Linked DNA regions of Gossypium hirsutum: region 2 is linked to region 1. The links are chromatin contacts, called in public Hi-C maps. All regions are on one chromosome and are shown on one strand. The core of a region is the stretch at or near the end of the contact, and the rest is flanking DNA. Distances in the headings are between cores, read along the strand shown. Region 1 holds the start of LOC121221139 (transcription factor TCP20). Region 2 holds the start of LOC121221185 (ACT domain-containing protein ACR6).

Region 1 (7,584 bases), core at 2,969-5,468:
CAAACCAAACCTTAACATCAAAATTATTGTCACTTGAACAAACAGACATTTCTATAACTTCAACCAAAGTTACCTATAAACAAAAAACAAAACCAGCACTTAACAAAAGTAATTGATTGCAATTATTAAAGAAACCAAAAACTGGAGAGATAAGAAATGAGAAAGGCAAAACTTCATTGAGAAGCATAGCTAGACCCAATCATTCTCCAACTTAACTCTGGTAAAAAAAAGGAAGCTTTATGGCGAAGCATGTTGGAATTTTGACAGTAAATACATGCATAGCCATTGGGAATGAGAAGAGAGCATGCATTTATTTGAGTTCACGTTGTTATTGTTGTGATGGGTTTTATGGATGGAATGGTGCATGGTATGTCCATAATAAGTAATCTTGATTGATACCCAACACCCGTGACACTATTCACTGCACTTTCTTTCTTTTGATGCTTCCAGAAACGAGGCATGCAACCTTCCCTTTTATGTTCTTAATATTCATTCATCTTTCACCTTGTGTTTATTTTATTTAATGCCCATATTTTCTTTGAGTGAATCAAGTCAACGAGAAGTCTTCTCGTAAGAAATTAACAATATTCTTGTAAGATTATTATTATTTTTATATGTTTTAGTCCAAAATCAGTTATAAACTAATTATAATTGATAATTTTTAGGTAGTCACATAACAGTTTATTTTTGGTTAAGAGAAAAATAACTTCTTTACTTATTTTGAAAATGTCACGAACTTTTATTAATTTTTAAATTTTTAATTTTAAATTTGTGTCTAACTATTTTAACACATGTATTAAATAAGTTTTTTTTTCTTATATTACACTAATAATAAAAAACGATCATAACATAGTAGAATCCAAATTGGTTAATATAAAAGCTGATCCAAGAGAAAATTAGAACATTAGAGTGTATTAGTTTGGATAGTATATTGTAATGTTTGATTTAATTGTAATTGTTTGTATTGTATCAATTGTAAATTTAACTTGTGAGTATATTTTTAAGACTCTAAAACATCAGAGAATATTAAAATGTAAGAGCTGAGCTTATAAGTTTCTCTAACAAGTACTTACCATGTTAGGACTAACATAAACATGGATTTTGCAAAGATTTAACTAATGTCACTGAGGATTTACACAACTGATTGACAGTGATGGCTACAATGAAACTTACAAGGACTGAAAACCATGCTTTATGCTGTGGAACAACGAAATCTAAGCCTGAACATGCTGAAACAGATGTGTAAATGGTGAATTAACACCAACCCAAATTTAAGTGTTGTTTTGAGTATAAGCAAATAATCCATTTCCAGTCATTTGGAACACAGTTCTACTCAAATTAGCATCCCCACCAACACATCCTGTTTTTTGTTAACTGAATCTGACACCTTAAAGAAACATTAAGTGAAACAATTAAAAGAGGATGAGATGCTGTATGAATAAAAGGGCCTTTTGGATCCTTTTAGTCTAAAACAAGGAGGGTGAGCAAAATAATACTTGCAACTAAATAGTCAACTTGAAAGGCTGCTACTAGGAGTAACAGCAACAATGAATGCAGTACAGCAAAAACAACAGGCAGATACTGTACTAAAAAACAGAATATGAGGTTAAAAACTTCAGTGCCAAATACAGAAATGGTGGATGACAAAGTCAACCTGAACTGTCAATTTCAACACCCCAAGTCCAAAACTGCAAGGACCACATTGATTTTATCTCATAGATATTGATTTCTTAGCACTATTTTAGTGGATATTTGTTCCATAAAACTTTCAGAAAGTATTTTATGGAAAATATATATACATATATCAGATTTGTCAACTTAACTTTTGTGCTTGAGTCCATTAAATTTCACAATGAAGCATAAATAATTGTTATAGTATTAGAATATTCATAATAAATCTTCATTGCTAGGAAAATGGTAATGGGAAGAATATTAAAACCACCATAGCAGTGAACACAAACCTAATTGGAACTTTGCTACTAATCGAACACTTGATTGTGATGAAATAACAAGATTTTAAAACAAAATTCTAAAACTGCTAATGGCCTTGCTCAAGATCAAACAGAGAAAAAGGATAAGCAGTTAATGAACTAGCTAAAGTAGCCTTATATTCATGCAGCGGTGGATACAAATTCCATAAAAAGAAAATTAATCCTAGTGATGAAAATTTAGGAATAATAAAGTGAGAAAATATATGGGGTTTTTATATCAGAGTTTTCCAAACAAGATAAGATGAGGGAAAAGGAAAGGAGAAACTATGAGTGTTAGGCAGAGGTATTCAACAATTGGCCATTTGTGTGCAAACAATATATTCTTTTGGAGTAATTCTTAGTTGATCCAAGATGAAATGGACATGTATGACTGTAAATTTCTATGTTTAATTTTTCACAAACAAATCCATTGCCACTCCGTCCAGACCTAGAGAAGAAGAAGAAGTAGAAGAAGAAGAAGAAGAAGTAATTAAATCTTCCTTACAACACAATCAACAAACCTTTGAATCAAGAAACAAGTTAAGCCCAAAACCAAGCTACTAGGCTGTGCAAAGCTCCACCTGCACATTCCACACCAGAAAAGAAAAAAAGAAAGAGAAGATTAATAATTCTCTGAAGAGGTTTGAGGATGCAAGCTCAATAGATGCAAGAAACAAGAAAAGCACCTGTGTAATGGAAACTTGGGTGATGCAGTGCAGAGAGAAGGGGGCAAAACTAAAGTCCATTCTGTCCCTGTAGAATTCTGAGAGGCTAAGTACACATTTTTCTCACTCTTTTTTTCTTCTTTTTCTTTTTTTTTTTTCAATTATACAATACTGAAACCATTACAAGAAAGAAAGTCATCCTCTCTTAGGAATGCTAGTATGTACCCAAAGTTTATAACTTTAGTGGCCTGATCCTTGGGAATCATCCTTAGCAGGGGGATTTTGCTGATTCTGCTTTTGCTGGAGCACCCTAGCCTGCCCCATTTGTTGATAAATTTGGCTTAAGGCTTGATGATTTAGAACCCCAATATGACCATCTTGAGACAACCCAAGTTCCAAACCAGGGAGTTGCTGGTTAGCCGCACCTAAGATTGAGGTGAAGCTCATCTGACCAATATTAGTAGCTGGCAAATCAAAACCAGGAATCCCGATTTTTTGCAGATAAATAGAACTTTCAGTGCCTAAATTGGTTGTAGATGGACCAGATGATGTCTGAAACCCATAACCACTGACTGAGGGCCATAACCCTGTTGCTACATGATGGGGTCTCCCCAAATTGTTGGCACCAACCGTTGCCCAACTGGTCCTACTGCTTCCAGACCCTATACTGGACCCCTCTAAGTCTTCCATCTTTTGGTGCAATCCAGCTGACAGAGAGGCCCCCTGATGAGAAACTGAGCCTCCAGCTGCTGCCAAAGCTGAAGCTGGTATGGTTCCGCTCCCCGTGGCGGCTATTATTGATGGTTCAGCTTGTTGTAACAGCCACTGTATGGTTTCCCCATCAGATTTGTGTCCCAATTCTCTGGTCAACTGAAAGATTCTAGCTGCACATAAAGCAGGCATCCTTATTCTTCTACCTCTCCCTTCAACTTTAGTGTGCCTGTCTTTGTTAGAACTTCTCTTTGGAGCCAACTGTTGTTTCTTCCCTTCTTCTTTACTTGCAACAATCCGGAAACCCTTGCTTTCACCTGCTTTGTTCTCTCCCATGCTTTGATGAGGCTGTTGTTGGGGTTGTGGTGGCAAGCTCAAGAAGTTGGATACTTCAGCTGGTGGCTGCTTGGAGCCTTTGGGATCCATGAACAGGTAAAGGGGTGGTAAGGTGGGGGCAAAGCAAATTAAAGCCAAAAAAACTAAGTTTCTTAGATTGAAGAAGGTTACCTGAAAAGTCCTCCACTTTCATGAGTTTTTCACTGTTTTTGGCAAGGAATGTGAAAGACAAACTAGTAATATAATATTGAAATCCCAAAGCACACCCCCAAAATGTCAAAAATTTTATCTTGGTTTTACAACATGTCTTCCTACTTTCTCTCACTGTCCTTTCTTACTCTTTTTCTTACAGTAGTGAACGGGTTTTGACTAATACTTCTGATACGATAGTAACTTTAACTGCCCATTTCCATGATTGATGGCTGATTCTCTTAGCGTTCTCTTCACTTCGCCTTTACCTTTTACTTGCTACAATATTATTTCGGCAGGCATCATACTAATGGTTCCATCTCTTGTAAGAGATTTGATAACACTCTAGAATAATGTATTTTTATATCTTAATTATGTATTTATTCTGAGTATGATCCTGTTAATTTAAATTATTTATAATCTTTTATCTTATAGGGGCTAAATTTGAGGCAAAAGCAAAATTAAGGGCCAAAAGCCTGAATTTAGAAATAAAATGGGCCAATGTGCGACACAAGGAAAAGTTGATGCCAAAAGTGCAAGTATGGAGAACACAAGGGTTGAAATGCAAAAAGAAGAGATTTTATTCTATTAAACTCTATTTTAATTATATTAGGATAATTAATATTAAGATAATTATTAAGAATTATTTTTAAGATTTTATTTTATTTATTTTTATTTATCTTCAATTAAATGTATTTATCTTTTAGGAATTTAAATAGGTATCTCCCCTAGCACTATAAATAGGGGATGAAATAACTCAAAAGAGGAGGATCCTTTTCTGTAAACACTCTTTCTCCAAAAGTCTAGGCTTTTGTTCTTCTCATATTTCCTTTCAATAAAATCTCTATTTTTATTTTATTTATTTTCTTTTCTACCACAACCATGAGCCACTAAACCCATCTAGCCAAAGGTTGTCGAAAATCTCCAAAAGGGTTCATGAGGCTTAGAATCTGTACTTAGCCTTCTCAACGAGTATTCATCGTTTCTTCGCACTACGGGGCTGACGCTTCCATCCATATCCCTTAAGAAGTAAGCTTTTCAACGTATGCAAAGGCGACCGCTTCGTATGTTTTGGGAAGGTTGCACAGTCGGTTCGTTAGCTTACTGCGTCAGAGGTTGGCGAGCCCAAGAGACAAAATGGCGTGGGATTCGCCATTGAGAAGCGTTGATCTAGCATAAGATGATCTCATAGAAGCTATTGTTGGCTAGAGTCAGGTTCCACCAAATCGTAAGTCTAAATCCTTGGAGCTGGTGGTCGAGGCATCCTCTTCCACTATAACTGGCTTATTTGGTTTGGGAAGGATCATCTAAAAGTCGAGGATTGAACCCAAGGCGAAATGAGATAACTGGAGGCTAGAATCTCCCATAAGAATTTTCTTTCTCTCAACTCTATTTTTCTCGAATTTTTGATTCAATATTCCTAATTCTGTTTTTATTTTATTTTTCGTTTCCAGATCCAAACCTTTAATTCTTCTATTTTTTTTATTTTTTTCAGGAACGCAGGTTTTCTTAGGCAAGATTCTGCCTAGGATTTCACAGAACAAGATATTGTGCAAATCCAGTCCTTGAGGATTTGACCCTACTTCCCTTTTACTATTATTTTTCATTATTTATTACGAATAGGATATTTTTTGTGCTTTCAATGACCGCATTAAATTTTGGCATCGTTGCCGGGGATTGGCAACGTACTAATCTTGTTTTTTTGTTTCTTATGACCAGATCTGCTCCAGGTACTCTTTCGTTCGATTCAAAAATTGAGAAGACTGCTAGAGCTAATCGCAAGGAGACAAAGTTACAGAAAAAGCAGTCAGCGATGGTTGGAACTCAAAGTAACCCACCGCCAGAAATCAAAGTCGACGACGAAGCTGAGTCTAGGGTTAATGAAAACCTTACTCGAACACTTGAAAGTGAAAAAGTAGAAGTCGACTCACCAGAAGAAGTGCTTAACGCTAGGGTTAACAAAATCTCGAATCTAGCACACGGCTCAAATGATTCGACAACTGGCCGAAGCTCCAACAGAACAACCACCATTATGCATCGCGTATCCTACTGTGGATACTAATTTTGAGTTGAAGTCAGGTTTAATCCAGTTACTGTCAACTTTTCGCGGGTTACAAAATGAAAATCCCCACAAGCATCTGAAAGAGTTTCATATGGTTTGTCCTAGCATGAAACCTCAAGGGGTAACTGAGGATCAGATTAAATTGCGTGCTTTCCCTTTCTCCCTAGCAAATTCCGCTAAGGAATGGTTATTTAATTTACCCTCTGGATCTATTACAACTTGGGCTAATCTATCTCGTTTGTTTCTGAACAGGTTTTTTTTAGCGTCTCGAGCAGCTGAGCTAAGAAGAGAGATCGTTGAAATAAGGCAAAAAGAAGCTGAGTCCCTTTACGATTATTGGGAGCGGTTTAAGAAGTTATGCGCAAGCTACCCACAACATGGTATAACAGAGCAATCCCTCCTCCAATATTTTTACGAAGGTTTGAAGCCCATAGAGATGAATATGGTAGACGCCGCTAGTGGAGGAGTATTGGTCAACATGACTCCCCAACAAGCGAGAGACTTGATCTCCACGATGGCTGCAAATTCTCAGCAGTTCTGAGCCAATACTGAACCCCCTAGAAGGGCTCACCAACTAAGTAATTCAACCTCAGAGGATAAAGTTGATAAACTTACTAATATGATAGACTCTTTTATTGCAGAAAAAGCGAAGACAGCCTAGTTATGCGAAATATGTGCTACACCTGATCATGCAACTGACGCATGTCCTAGTTTGTATGATGATACCATGGCCCATCTGGATACTATAAGAAGTTTTCCTGGGCCGCCACAAAGGTGATATGACCCCTACGCTAATACCTACAACCCAAGGTGGAAGGACCATCCTAACTTAAGTTATGGGGCCAATTCACGAAATAACCAGCCATACCAAAATCGGTTTCCACAACAGCCTCAAGGTTCAGGTAATTTTCTAGAAACCATGGTCAATAAGTTAGCAGCTAATGTTCTTGATTTTCAATAGCAAATCGAACAACAAACTCTTAATTTCTAAAAAGAGACGAAGGATTTTCAACAAAAAATCGAGGCGTCCATTAGAGAGTTAACCACATCGATCAAGAAATTAACCTCTCAAGGGAAGCTGCCGTCACAAACAGAACCAAACCCTAGACAAAATGTGAATGTAGTGATGTTGCGAAGCGGAAAGGTACTGGAACCAATTCCTGATAGGAGTTTTGGCAAAGAAATCACCCAGGAAAAAATCGAGAAAGATGAACAGGTCTGACCGAAGCCTCCATTGCCTAAAATTCAACCTCTATTTCCAGAACGATTTAACTAGTATCGAAGAGGTAAAGAGGACAAGGAAATCCTTGAAAAATTTAGGAATGTTGAGATCAACATTCCGCTGTTGGACGCCATCAAGCAAATACTGCGGTATGCTAAATTTCTTAAAGAGCTTTGCACCAACAAGCGAAAATTAACAAGTAATGAAAGGGTGAAAGTTGGTGAGAATGTATCTGCAGTGTTACAGCGAAAAATACCGGCAAAATACAAGGATAGGGGCATGTTTGCAATACCATGCAAAATAGGTCATCTGGGAATTAAGAAAGCTATGTGTGATCTAGGGGCTTCTATAAATGTAATGTCGTATTCTATTTATGAATTACTTAACGCGGGTTTTTTGACAAAAACATGTGTCATCATTCAATTGGCG
Region 2 (7,584 bases), core at 3,750-6,249, 170 kb before region 1:
TAATTTCGTTTCAACTAAAAAAATACAGAGGGTTAATATCCCTTAGCACATGCTGAAGACAAAAAATCGTCTGAGGATTCCCCAAACCCCGGATGTTCTAGCAAAAAAGTTTCATGGCGACCGACTGGCCTGCTAATCCAGGACCGTCGATAATGAAGAATTTGCATCCATTGATACCAAAAAACTACACTCCCCTAACTCCTTCGATTGAATCTGGGAACGTTTCAAACCTTTTATATGCATTATTGGTGTATGCACCCCTACAGTGCTTATCTCCTCATCAAAATCCATACCTAGAGGCCCAATTCTACACGACCTGATTATTCCACTAATCGACCCATTTGAAGCTCCACTACTCAGACCCACAGATAAGGTCCAATCAGACTTACCCAATTTAATAGAACCCCCAACCTGCCCATCATCCCAATTAGCACCAAAATTCAAGGGAAGGAAATTCGACATTTTCTCCCTAATCCTCACAATCTCAGGATTCCTCGCCGTAGAAACCAGAACACGAGAGTCGTCCTCCTCCCTCAACCAAATACTAGTCGACACCACCGCTCGCCTGGTCGACGCTCTAGGGGAGATGTCCCGCCTGAACTCTAATTCTTGTTTGTCGTGGAGGACCTGAATGGGATAAAAACTTTCCCCTATGGCCTAGTTTCCCACAGAGAAAACAGAAAAGAGAAAGCTTTTCATACTCAAACCTCACATAAACCTATCTCCTGTTGGCCAATAGTACCTTCTTCTTCCGCTTCAATGGCCTTCGAATATCAAGATGAGTCGTAACCCTTATGGCCCCCTATATCACAACGAAATCCCCTTTACATCGTACTCAAGGAATTGGCCAATGAAATTACCCAACTGCCGCGCTACCAACTCCATGGATTCATGGGGCAAGTCAAGGACTAAAACCCAAAAATCAACAGTAACCAAAGGAACAACCATAAGATCTTCCCCACCCCACAAACGATGCATAAGAAGGAAATGAGAGTTAAAAGTCCATGGACCACAGCCTCAATTCTATCCGCATCCACCTAATAATACAATCAAAAGAGATAGCGACCCTCATTCAAATAAGAAATTGGAATACCTCCAACCAGGTGCCATACATTCGCCAAAGTCGCCTTCATCGATGGGAAATTAATCACATTGGAAGTCAGAAAGATACCTACAAAACAATACTCATAGGACACCCCAACACCTGGTTCTCCCAAACCAAGTGGTATGACCACCACCTCCTCCTCTCCAATGGACAAATCAACAAGAATCTCTTCCACCGCCGCCATTTAAAAACAAGAAAACACAAAAACAAACAAGGACAACTTGATATGGAAAGGCAAAGAAAAGAAACATGCTAACAAGTAGAGGAAAACGTGCTAACAAGCAGAATTTGATTTTACTAAATTAAATTTAGTTGCTAAATCTGAGTTAAAAATAATAATTATCGAAGTGAACCGCTAAAAATTACATAATATCAATAGTGCATTAAAGTCGTCTTAAGATCATCACGGGGATTTAAAATCTTGAGCACCACTTTAAATTACAAATTTACAGTTTACTAGAACATATACATTAAAAAGAATAGATTAAAATATATTTAAAATTAAAATGAAATTATTATAGAAAATCATTTAAATATGAAATTAATTGAGATATAACATAAAAATAATATGAAAAATATTAAAACATGATACACATAAGAAAGTGAATTGAACAAGACAAAAATATATCAATATGTAAAAATTTAATTATTAGTTATTAATGTGTAATATTATTTTTTATAAATTTATAATGATTGAAACATACAATTTTCGTTTCAAAATCAGTCCCCGTGATAAAATTGTGCAAATATATATAAAAAAATTAAAAACAAAATGAACAGAATTTTTTTTTTCTAAATTGAAGACTATTGTAAACTATACAAAATATTAGTTAAATTCAAACTTTATACAAACGCAATATGAAAAAATTCAAAATACAATATGATAAATGAACTTAGTCAATTTACATAATACAAATTATAAAACTATAAAAAAATAATATAAATATATAATAAATTTCTTTTTTTTAAAAATAAAATTATAGTATTTAAATAATACCAATGTAATTTTTTACCTTTACTTCCTTCCATATTTCCTTTCTTTTCAATCCTTTTCTTCCTTCTTCATTAAAAACCCTAAATAAGTTGTCCTAACTGAGAGCACCCAAATTTGAGATTGTGCATTCATTCTCCTTGCTTGGGACAACTTAATGCAAATTTGTAAAATCAAATTTTATTATGTGTTTTTCCCCTGAAATCATTTCAAGGGTACAAAAATAAAAACAACACTTAATTAATGTACACAATAAGATCCAGAAGAAACTTACTTTGTTTTTCTTATTCACCTAGTCTACTTTCTATACAAACTTGCATCTTATGAGCAATCCATGCAAACGTTCATTTTGTACAGATGTTACTTACAAGTGATATAATGAAAGATACACAACCACCACCAGTAACTTTCACTGTATCAGTATATTGGTAACTATGAAAGGGAGACTTGTCTTGCTCCCCATCTATATCTTTTGACTTCATATCTTCATCCAATAGAGGAAGACTATACAGGGATAGAAATCATGAGTAAGATCTGATTAGCTTGAAATTCTGAAAAGTACGTGCTTTGAACAAGTTCCCGAACAAATAACTCATTGTTGTCTCTTGATGAGGTGGTTTTGGTGCAAGACTTGATCTATTATGTTTCACCTGCAGTGCACTCCGGCCTATCTGTCGACAGATTGAATCAATAATCTTGGGATCGACCGGATTTCCAGTCATATCTGTGACATAGAAGGTGTCCTTGGCCTTACCACCTTTCGTCGAGATTAATGCTCTCTTGATACACAAGCTGTTTTCCCGGAAAATCCGGGTAATATCGGACAGTAGTCCAAGCCTGTCTTCTGTGCACAATTCTAGCTCCAGCCCCTGTACCATGAAATGTTGCAGGGTATAACATCAAGGACACTATGTTCAGATTGTCATAATCAAAAGTTTCTTCTTGTGTAAGGTGACAGGGAGATGGTTTCCTATACCTCAGATGCTCTCCTCTCGATGGCTGCTTCAAGACATTGTATAACACGGACACACTCTGCTTCTGAACTGATCGGGAGCCCGTCTACATGTCGGATATAAAATTCCTACAAAGACAAAAAAGCTGATGCCATTAACACTGTCGAATCTACAATTCTAAGCATATCAACTTGTGCTCAACTGAGTAGAATTCCAACACAAAATGGATTACAATGTCAGCTTCATCTTACACCAATTGCTTCAATATTGCATCAGCAAGTTGATCAATATATATATATATCAGTGGCTGATAGGACTGCCATCACATTAAAATGGTAAAAGAACTATCTCACCTGATTAGCGTCCATCCTCGTTGTGTTGACCATTCCATGAAAAACAACATATTGCATATCTGTAAGAGTGCAGATAATATCAAACAGTAGTTTTGGCCTATCTTTTGCCCTCATGGTAATAACAGTGTAATCTTTCTCAATATTCAACAGATTAACTTGGGGTCTCGAGCTCCTCTCTTCGACTGCCCTGACTCCAGTTTTTTCCACCCTTTCGTAGTCCCTATCTGCAAACATGATTTGATGCAACCTTCGCTCCCTATGCATGACACCGGGAGCTGAAAGCATTGTTTTTGCTGTTTTCAAGTCATCATTTCCTTTGAGAACATTGCAAAGCAAGTCCTTTATCATCAAGAGACGTTTTGGGTCGGTGATTGCGCAGCCTGTCGAATCATCTGTCACATGAACTACAGCTGCAGCACGGGTGTTATGGGTCCAAATCTCGGCATTTACAACGTTGCAACGCAGGTCCGCCAGGACTGCACATACTTCAGATAATAAACCAGGCCTATCAGTCCCTGCAAGTTCAATTGATGTATGCTCTTCTGATGGCATTACACCTACGGAGCCTCTCCGTGATGGTACAAAGCCCGCACTAGTTTCGATTCTCTGTAAAAAATTAAAATTTAAGGTGAAAAATAGTTAAAAATCTGTAAGGCCAAAAGAGTAACATGAGGTAGGTTCTTATTTCTTACCCTTTGAATATAGTCAATAATTTCTTTATCTCTGATTTTGTTGCCATCATTGTCAACAACATTGAAAACTGAAACATGAGCAACAATACTAAAAGAAATCAGTGTATGTTGAGTATAAATTGAAGAGTGTTTTTAAGGGAAAAGTTTTACCATCCATAAACCATCCTCCATCAGATGCTATGTATGCTTTTCTTATTGTAAGATTCATATCAGTAAGCACTTGAACTACTTCCAGGAGAATCCCATGTTTGTTGACACTGTCAACCTGAAGAGAAAGTTCCCCAATATCCAAATATAAGGAACTGGTTACCCACATATCATAATTCAAGCTAATTAAGCTTTTTACCTGGATAACTGTGGCATCCTCACAAGCATTATTGTCAATCACCACTCTGCAACAACAAAAACCATACATCTCAAATTAAAAGCAATAAAGAGACAAGAATACGACATGCCAAATTTGCTTCAGTTTTTTATGAAAAAATATATGAACAAACTCTAATCTTCTTCAATTTCTTCATCCAAAACAGCAGGGGGGGAAAAGAACTCAAAAAATCTAACCAATAAATTCAAACGAAAATCTCTCAAAGAAAAAAAGGAGAAAAAATTACCTGGGTTGGTTTACCCTTCTGATAAGCTTAGCATATTCATCATCCATTTCTCAAGAAAAAAGAAAACCAAATTTCTCCAAGCTGAAAAACCACAAGCACCAAAGAAGAAAACCAAACTTTTTCAAAAAAGAAATTGATTAGCTCAGAAATCCCAGAACTCAGAATTTCCAAAAGGGCAACTTTTATTATTCTTTTTGTATGATACTGTACAAAATTGAAAATAAATAAAAATAAAAATAGGTCTTCCGAAACCAATATTCAAGGAAAGCACGAGTTAGGAAAATAAAAATAGTAGGACTACATAATAATTGAAAGCTTAAAAATAAATTAGAAGAAGAGTGTCCGAAAATGTAATATATTGGGGACGTGTAAATAAATGATTGGTTGGAAAGTCGTTATTGCTGCCCGTGGTCAGGCTCGTGCGTGTTGACGAATGTTGTACTTTTGACCTTTTTTATTTATCTAGTATTTAACTGTGGTGATCACAATAGGGAGTGTGACAAGCAGGTGGTGATTACAGTTTGGTCGGAGATTTTTTTCCCGTGTTTTCGGCGGCATTTTCTTCTTCATCTTCATATTATTTTATATTAGTCTCAGTGTTTTAAGCAACCTTTGTTTTCTCTATTTTGGTAGTGATGTTATTTATATTAATGTATTAATAATATAAAGAGCTTCAAAAATTTCAAAATCAATATTTTTACAGCATCCTTTTTTATAATTTTCATTTTTCTTTAAAATTTTCATTTTAAATTATACCATAAGATTTGACATCTTATTTAATAATTAAATTAATAATTTTAATAACGTAAACATCTTATTGATATAACTTTGATAGTTTAGGGATATAACTAGAATATTTTAAAATTTGAAAATCACTTTAAAATACAAGTTATAATTTAGAGATGTATAATGCAATTAACTTCTAAAAATATGCTTATAATATATATATATTAGAAGCAAAATAAAAGAAAAAATTAAAACAAAAGACCATTAAATATTACTAAAACAAAATTTTTCCAATTTTTTATTATTTTGATTAAATTTATCCTTAGATTATAACAAATGCATTTTTAGTAAAAAAAAATGTGTTGTTTTTCATTTTTTCTCTCTCACTTTGATGAAAAGAGAACCTTTAGTATGTTATTATATGTTATTATCTTCTTCAATTTTAATTTATTTATTTTAGGAAAAAATATGAAATTAATTTATTACATAAATGTATTTATTAATAAAATAAAATATTATAACTTTCAACTTTCATCAATAAAAAGATAAATTTTATATTAATTGAGTTTTAACTCGATTGACATTGCTATTGTTGTCAACACAGGAGGATGTGGGTTCGAATGCGATGAAACACATTATCCTCTTATTTATGGGCTGGGGAGGGGTTATAGCATATTTATTATATGCTTTTATGCAATCTTATATTCCACCAACCAAACAACATAACTTATATTCCAACCAAATAAACTTAATAAGATAATTTGTCCATTCATCTTAAATTTTGATAATTTTAAGATAAACTAAACCATTGGTCACTAAACTATGTATAAGTTTTCATTTTGGCCACTAAACTAAAAGAAATTATAATTTGATCATTGAATTATTCAAAAGTTTTCATTAAAGTCATCAGACTGTTAAAATTGATATTATATGGCTTTCTCTATTTGCATTGTTTGCACCAATCGAAAACTTTCTTTCCCATTTTCTTCTATAGCTCAGTTCTTTTTCATGAAACAACTTTAGACGTCACTCATCTGCGAACCAAATTTCAAACAAGTCTTTTCTCAATCTCCAACATTGACCGTTAGATCGACTTGGATCTAATGTATGTTCTTCTACTTGTCAATGGGTACTGATTCACTGTACCGGTCATTGAATTGTCACTTGGAACTCGCTAGCGAAACTCTTTCCTTAAAGAACTTAATTACCCAGTGACTTAGATAAATATTTTTTTGACTAGTTCAATGAATTAAATGAAATCTTTTGAATAGTTCAATGATCAATTTGTAATTTTTAATTGAGTAACCAAAACAAAAACTCAGAACAAAATTTAGCAACTAATGGTGTAATTTACCCATTATTTCATTATTAATAGTTAACCAAGCTCCATAGTTATCTTTAGGATACTCATTAAAAATGAATGAAAAATGCAGAGAAAATAGTAAATTTTAGTCAATGCATGTTGAAAATTCGTAGCCCACTTTAAATCAGATTTGTCTAGGAAATAAGAGAGTGGCTCCTTGGCATTACCTAAACCTAAAGGATGCCTAACCATCTACCTCGCTTGTTCGCGGCTTTTGGATTATTTAATTTAATTTAATGTGCTGTTTTGAAAAGTCTGTGATGATTCTGATTTTGATTTTTGTAAATAATTGCGAGGACCGAGCATAGTTGCAACCAACATCAATAAAATATTCTCATATTTTAGCTATTTGAAGCGCCAAGAGGCAATAATTTTTATAACAATTTGGGCCATTTGCCAAGTGGACATATAATTTATAAAGTTAGGCAAGGAAAATTCTCTCTTTTGCCATGCATTCACACTTAGCAGAGATCTTCTTTAGAAAAAACATAGGAATGAAAAATTTATTCTTTAATATTTTAGTTTAGTTTTTATTTTTCTTAAAATTAAATTCGACAATTAATTTTAAAAAAAAATTGAATTTGATCATTAACCTTTCAAAAAGAGTTAAATTTTTATTCTTTTAATGAGAATTCTAATTTAAATGTTAAATTTCAAATACGAAAACCTCTAAAGGTCTTTTTTTATTTTATGAAAATTTTAGGTATTTTGGATTTTTTATTTTCTCCAAAATTTCAATTATTTGTTGGCGTGACATATAAGATAAATAGTGTCACGTCATCATGAAGTG

What was found. Hi-C and Micro-C count contacts between places; a contact is called where the count stands out from the background.
Region 2: a contact with region 1 is called in a Hi-C map of leaf, with 2.2 times the contacts expected there. The contact joins the promoter of LOC121221185 here to the promoter of LOC121221139 in region 1. A contact is called at or near these places in 14 of 34 Hi-C or Micro-C datasets (hypocotyl, leaf and seedling).

Annotation. Positions count from the first base shown.
Region 1 is chrD09:13,664,374-13,671,957 of Gossypium_hirsutum_v2.1, reverse strand. It overlaps LOC121221139 (transcription factor TCP20), which reads right to left and starts at 4,218. Exons shown (of 4, transcript XM_041101688.1): 1 at 3,854-4,218; 2 at 2,657-3,759; 3 at 2,492-2,551; 4 at 1,027-1,387. The coding sequence starts at 3,875. The coding sequence ends at 2,876.
Region 2 is chrD09:13,836,309-13,843,892 of Gossypium_hirsutum_v2.1, reverse strand. It overlaps LOC121221185 (ACT domain-containing protein ACR6), which reads right to left and starts at 4,999. Exons shown (of 7, transcript XM_041101820.1): 1 at 4,706-4,999; 2 at 4,441-4,486; 3 at 4,245-4,359; 4 at 4,095-4,162; 5 at 3,403-4,008; 6 at 3,073-3,177; 7 at 2,355-2,965. The coding sequence starts at 4,752. The coding sequence ends at 2,618.